2 separate regions of the Mus musculus genome follow, and region 1 is linked to region 2. The links are chromatin contacts, called in public promoter capture Hi-C maps. All regions are on one chromosome and are shown on one strand. Each heading gives the region's core, a stretch centred on a gene start, on an enhancer-like site or on the middle of the called end of the contact. The rest is flanking DNA. Distances are from core to core; before and after follow the strand shown. Region 1 holds the start of Syde1 (synapse defective 1, Rho GTPase, homolog 1 (C. elegans)). Region 2 holds the start of Mcm3ap (minichromosome maintenance complex component 3 associated protein).

The links. Promoter capture Hi-C pulls out the DNA fragments that hold promoters and counts their contacts.
Region 1: a contact with region 2 is called in a promoter capture Hi-C map of pre-B cells. The contact joins the promoter of Syde1 here to the promoter of Mcm3ap in region 2. A contact is called at or near these places in 1 of 39 promoter capture datasets (pre-B cells) and 1 of 9 other capture datasets (liver).

Annotation. Positions count from the first base shown.
Region 1 is chr10:78,590,440-78,593,642 of GRCm38.p6, reverse strand. Syde1 (synapse defective 1, Rho GTPase, homolog 1 (C. elegans)) reads left to right here and starts at 1,679. Exons shown (of 8, transcript NM_027875.1): 1 at 1,679-1,841. The coding sequence starts at 1,754. Gm30346 (a long non-coding RNA gene) reads right to left here and starts at 1,602. Exons shown (of 3, transcript XR_380602.2): 1 at 1,163-1,602.
Region 2 is chr10:76,467,513-76,470,514 of GRCm38.p6, reverse strand. Mcm3ap (minichromosome maintenance complex component 3 associated protein) reads right to left here and starts at 1,613. Exons shown (of 29, transcript NM_019434.3): 1 at 1,301-1,613; 2 at 1-566. The coding sequence starts at 460. It overlaps Ybey (ybeY metallopeptidase), which reads left to right and starts at 1,401. Exons shown (of 5, transcript NM_172550.4): 1 at 1,401-1,741; 2 at 2,129-2,358. The coding sequence starts at 2,149.

The sequences.
Region 1 (3,203 bases), core at 430-2,929, 2.1 Mb before region 2:
ACCTGTTTGGTATGAGCTCTGTATGTGTGTGGGGGGGGGGAGAGAGAGGGGGGGGGAAGTGTTTTACTCTATATGGATTGAACAGCACATAATGGGATACTTTACAGAAGTCTTTAACAGAGTTTTACAAGGGATTAAATTGCTAGCTCCATCTGTCTCTAATTGACACAGATAACAAGCATCACTGTTTATCAACTAATTTCTGTAAATGGATACTTTCGACGTTTTTTTGGTAGAAAGTTGCTTCTGCTTCTGCAAGTGTTGCTTTCGTGTGCATTATCTGAGTGAGGGGCCGGGAAGAGTACCTAATCTAAGAGTCCAGGTATGCATTACATTATAGGTTGTAAGAAGTTGATTGCATGGGAAATCCAAAACAAGTAGAGTTGATTGCTACATTGTTCTCTTACTCAATGAGTACATAGGAGGCTAGCAGTCGTGGGTGACTTCCAGGTGTGGTATTATCTCTGGCTGTAAGGTCTAGCAAAAGTTCCAGTCTCTTAGAATGTACTAGATCTTTTCAAACTATTGCAGCACCACAGTTTCTCCTCCCACATGTGCCTGGATAAGCAAAGCTGGGCAGGTCTTCCTTCTACTCATCTGCACTCTTAACTTTTAGACGCCTGCATACCCACCAATTACCACAAAACTACTGAACTGGGAGGAAGCCAAGGACACAGAGGTGTCCACATAGGTGCTTAGTCCACTATCCCAGTGGAGGTCCAGCCTGTGTCTGGCACCAGTTAAGAGACCTGAACTTTAGTTGTGCCACAGTTCATGTGTTGAAAGTTTAGTCCTCTATGTGGCCCTGTTAATAGGCTAGTCATGGTGAAAGGAGCCTATCGGCGGGAGTTGGCCTTCAGAAGACGGTTCTGTGAGACCAAATTAGCAGTTAAAAGTGCTTGTTTCCCAGCCGTTTCTGGGCACCCACACACACACCCCGATCCATGTGCCATACACACAGAAGCACACACATATTCATAATAAAAAGTAAACTTAAGTTGTAAGAATCAGCCCAAACCTAAGATTTTTTTTTCTCTTCCTGTCTTAAGGAGTGCTGCTAGGACATCAACATGAACTCAGTCTACTTTAGAAAGTTGTCCAGCCTCCGGTATTTCAGTACTAAATAAAAAATAATAATACAACCTCCGATTTCACCACTTACTTTCGAGATACACCTATCCTTGCTGTGTTCTCGACTGAGTAGAGATCAGCAGACTGCATCGTCTATATCGCGTCCATGTTCCTGACAGTGAGCATCCCGGCTGTCTGAAACCACTAAGCTTGAGGGTCAATAAGCAGCAATAGTAACTTGAGTTGGGGGCATTTGGGGTTCCCAAGGAAAGATCGTGGTCGAGGTACTGGGTGATGTGGGGATGGATGGACGGACAGGAGGAAAGACATGAGCTGATGTGTGCCTTGGATGCGGTTTGGGGGAGCCGACAGAATGTGCTGCATGCCATCACACAAGGAGGATGGTTATGGGGGGCCCAGCCTATGCCATGACATTCATAGTTGAAGAGTTAGATCAGCCCAGCACCCCATCATGTCCCCTCCCGGCCCCAGGCGACTACATCTCCCAGCATCGCCTGCTCGGGCCGCGGGAAAGGAAAAGAAAAAAAAAAAAAAAAAGTTAAGGCCAAGCATTCCCGGAATGCGCTTCCTGCTGGAGCGGGCCGGTGGGGGGGGGGGGGTAGGCGGGCGGGGCGGGCGGCCGCAGCCCCGGGGCGCGCACTCGGCCGGCCGCGGCCCAAGCATGGCCGAGCCGCTGCTCAGGAAGACCTTCTCCCGCCTGCGGGGTCGTGAGAAACTTCCTCGAAAAAAGTCAGAAGCCAAGGACCGCGGTGAGTGCGGGGACTCTCGGAAAGTAAGAGAAGGGAGCCCCACTCAGCCTCAGATCCCCAGGTCCCCGGTAGGGTACGCAGCGGGACCTAGTGGGTAAGCCGGGAGCGAGCCCTGATGCAAGAGAGGAATATGCACCGGATCTTTGTAAGGCTGGGGGGCTGGGGCGGGGGGCACGGACCGTTATGTGCAGCTGGCCTGAGATGCCAGCCCCAGGGATCCTTGCAAGGCCCCGCAGGGGGGCCTCACCCCTGACAGGAAATGGGGCCTCGAAGGGGCGCCCAGAGAGTGGCGGGGCAGGGGCGGGAGGTGAGGACAGCTGTGTGGCATCGACATGGCTGGGTGGTGGGCACCTCTCCTGGGTACACACTCCTGTACTAAAGAGAGGTCGTGCGGGGTTATATTTATTATTGCAGTCTTTTCCCCAATTCCATGCCACCATCGCTCCAGAGGCTGCAGCCGCACCTACTGTGGCCAGCCCCAAGAAACCGTCCTGTTTATTAAGACAGAGAAACTGAGGCACGTGGTTGTTGGGTGATTTGTCCCGGGCCTGTGAACTGACTTTAAACAATCCTCTGGACTATGCTACTGATGACAGAGACCTGAAACAGAGGGCCAAAGGGTGGAAATAGAAGATCCTTAAATCTGGGGGTCCACAGACAGCAAGAATGAAATGGAAAGGAACGAAAGCTGTATGGGTAGGGGGCTTCGGAAGGAAGCAGTTAAAGGAGGGAGGCCACTATACCAAGGACCTGACTCTTCCTCCCGGGCCGTTCCCAGGGCATCCCAAGGGTCCCAGGGCCAGAGAAGGGATCCGGGTGCCCACACATAAACACACACAGGAAATCGACCATGATGTCAGAGAAAGTAGAGCCAAGATAAGGGGGGCGGGGTAACGGGGCACTGACTGTAGAAATCTGGCTTGGGCTGAGGGGCAAGATCCAAGAGAACTTGTGGGCAGGATTTGGGAAATGGGAAAAGGGTGCTGAATGAAAAAGAAACCAGCGTTCCCTGCCCTGCCTTCCCAGCAGCAGCTACTAGGGCCTTGAGCAGGGCTACAGATCCTATTGTCTAAAGTTGCTTCTCACACTGAGCTCCAAGCTGGAAGGGGGTCGAGAAGAGAATATGATAATACTGAATCTCCTCATAAACAAGACATGGAGCATCAGGAAAAATGCCTTGCTCAAGGCCACTCAATGAGAAGGGGCAGGCGTAAGATTCTAGGATTAATGGAATGTCTGGGAGAGGGGTGACAGAGCCGAAATGTCCTGAGGTTCCAAGGACATTTGACCTGGACTCTTGAGGCTGATTCACAGTCCCTTTTGCATTACTAGGGGCTAGGGCAGGGGACCTTGAAGCTAGGA
Region 2 (3,002 bases), core at 364-2,863:
GTATCGGTTTGAAGACTGCATTTTCCAGAGGTTTAAACTTGAATTCCGTCTTCCGAAAGCCAGAACCTGCTACTTCTCCGGTTTCTGGCCCAAAAGTAGCGCCACTTGGGAAAACCCCAACACTAGAGGTTGACTTAAAGCTGAATGCCGTATTGCCGGGCACAGAGGAACTCGAAGTAGCTGCGAAAGAAGGTGTGGATTCGAGACTAGAGAAGAGTCCCACACTTGAGGTTTGGGTGAGTCCAAATGCTGGCAAGGAGGAAGAATGGCTTCCTCCAGAGGGTGTTGCAAAGCTTGGTACTTGTGAAAACGCCAGGCTCTTGCTGGGTGTGCTGTTCTGTCCAAAAAGGGAAGGCTGGCCAAATCGAAATGGTGATTTAGTCTGATATGTTCCCGTGGTGCTGGAAGATACCGCAAAAGCACTGGGCTGCTGCCCTCCGAAGGGGTTCACCGGGTGCATCTTCAAGCCAATTATCTGAAGGCAATAAATATGGACTATACACAAGTAGCTCTCCTCTTTAAATTATCTGTTGCCAGGGGAAGCTCTCCTTCATCCTCAGGATGACCTGGAAAAAAAAAAAAAGGTTAGGACATCACAGCATATTTTGCTCCAACTCTTAAATCACAGAAATTCTAAGACAATTATTTAAAAGGCAAGGGCACAACGGGCCGCCGACCACTCACAGATCAACAGGTTTTGGACACAGGGTATTAGAAATGGATTATGGTGTAAGGGAGGTTTAAAGATTTTTTTTTCTTTTTCTTTTCATTAAAGACAAGGTCTCGTAAAACGGGCTTGGTGGCGCATGCCTTTAATCCCAGCACTCGGGAGGCAGAGGCAGGCAGATTTCTGAGTTCAAGGCCAGCCTGGTCTACAAAGTGAGTTCCAGGCCAGCCAGGGCTATACAGAGAAACCCTGTCTCGAAAAACCAAAAAAAAAAAAAAAAAAAAAAGACAAGGTCTCGCTTAGCCCAGGCTTGCCTCAAGCTTACTACAATCAAGCACAACCTTAAGTTCCTTTCTTCTGCCTCGGTCTCCCTTCTGCTGGGACCACAGGTGTGCTCCAGCAGGCTTAGGTGAAGCCTGATCCGTTATGATTAAAATAAAAATGCAAAGCATTTTATTCAATTGATACCTTCTCGGGGAAAAAACAAGCAAACAAACAAACAAACAAAACCTCAGTAATAAGACGGGAACACATCACTTATCAGATTCTTGCGATCTCCAAGGCAAAATAAATAAATAAATAAATAAAAACACAAAAACCGTAATTTAAAATGTTACTGCTTTGGGTTCCTACCATCTCATTTTTCTCCCGGTAACTCGAACTTGCGATGCCCTGGTCTAGAAATAATAGCTTTTTATCCCCGATGCTTAACACTCCGGAAGCCGGCCGCTAGGTTAACAGACGCCTTCGAGCGAAGACTAGTGAAGGCCTTCAGCAACTCGGCAAAGACACAAGGGACAGCGGAGGCCGCGGAGGGAGGAGCAAGTCCGCCAGATACGGCCACTGTCGCCAGCGCTTGTGCTCGCCCACAGTCTGCGTGCAGCCTCTACCGGGCCCACCGCACCGCAACAAACCGGCCACTGGAGCGGGCTCTTGGGTGTGCGCTACGGACATCAAATTTGTAGGACCAACTTCCGGTCCTCCGCATCCGGCTTCCGCTCTCTGGGGTGTGCTGCTGCTGATCTTCCGGCAGGCGGCCCGCCAGACCCCCGACCTTCTTCACGGTCGGATTCGGTAAGTGCACGGCGATCCCGCATTGTGCGGCGTGGAAGCCCCTCGTTCGTGCGTGGATCCTCCAGCCTGAGTGCCCGAGAGACGCTGGACCCACAGCGACCCCATTTGCTCACCCACACTCATCCTCACCTGGTCCTGCACCATTGCAACCGCCCCAAACCACTTGCCTTATTCTGCACGTTGTGCCCAGTCTACCCTGTTTATTAGTTTCCTAGGGTAAATAAAGGTGATTTCCCTTAGCATTGCCACCAGATAAATCCCATCAAATAAAGTTTTATTGTGAGCGCGTGTGTGTTTTTACATAACTTATCACTCTCTAGTAGTTACGGGTCTTTTCTCGAACTTTAACCACAGGTTCCTTCCAACCATTTTTTTTTTTTTTTAAAGGGCTGGGTGTTCTTCCCGAAATGAGTTTGGTGATTAAAAATCTGCAGCGGGTGGTCCCCATCAGAAGAGTGCCACTTCGCAGGAAGATGGATTTAGTCAGGAGTATCTTAGGAGTGAAGAAATTTGACCTGGGGATCATCTGTGTTGACAACAAGACTATTCAGAACATTAATAGGATCTACAGGAATAAAAATGTCCCAACTGACGTGCTTTCTTTCTCATTTCATGAGGTAAATATGTATACCTCATATTTAAAATAAATATATATGTATGTATATATGTTCTTCTCGTACAGCTTACCTTCCTTCCAGAATAGTTCCTGTTAATTACATTACAGATCTGGTTATCTTTGATTTTGAAGTTTTCTGGAAATGCACTGAAGTCTAGCCTGGTGTGACTGTGCATGCCTTTAATCCCATCTATCCAAGAGGCAGAGGCAGTCGAATCTTTGTGAGTTCAAAGCCACCTTTGGTCTGCCTGGTTAGTTTAAGGCCAGACAAAAGCCACATAAGAAGCCCCTTTCTCAGCCGGGTGGCAGTGGTGGCACACACCTTTAGTCCTAATGCTTGGGAGGCAGAGAAAAGCAGATCTCTGAATTCAAGTCCACCCTGGTGTTACAGAGTGATTAACAGGACAGCCAGGGCTACAAAGAGAAACTCGGTCCAAAAAAAAATCCTCTCTATCTCAAAAACAAGCAAATAAAAAACAGAAATGAAGCAATATGACATAGACCCATTAAGTATGTCTAGCCCTAAACATCACAATTCCTCTATGCAGGGACCACTCTCACTAACTCAGTGCCCTCAGGAAATTCAAATAAGAGTGTCTGCAGTTTTAAGTGTACCTCAGTAGTAAATGCTTGGACAGAAAAGTA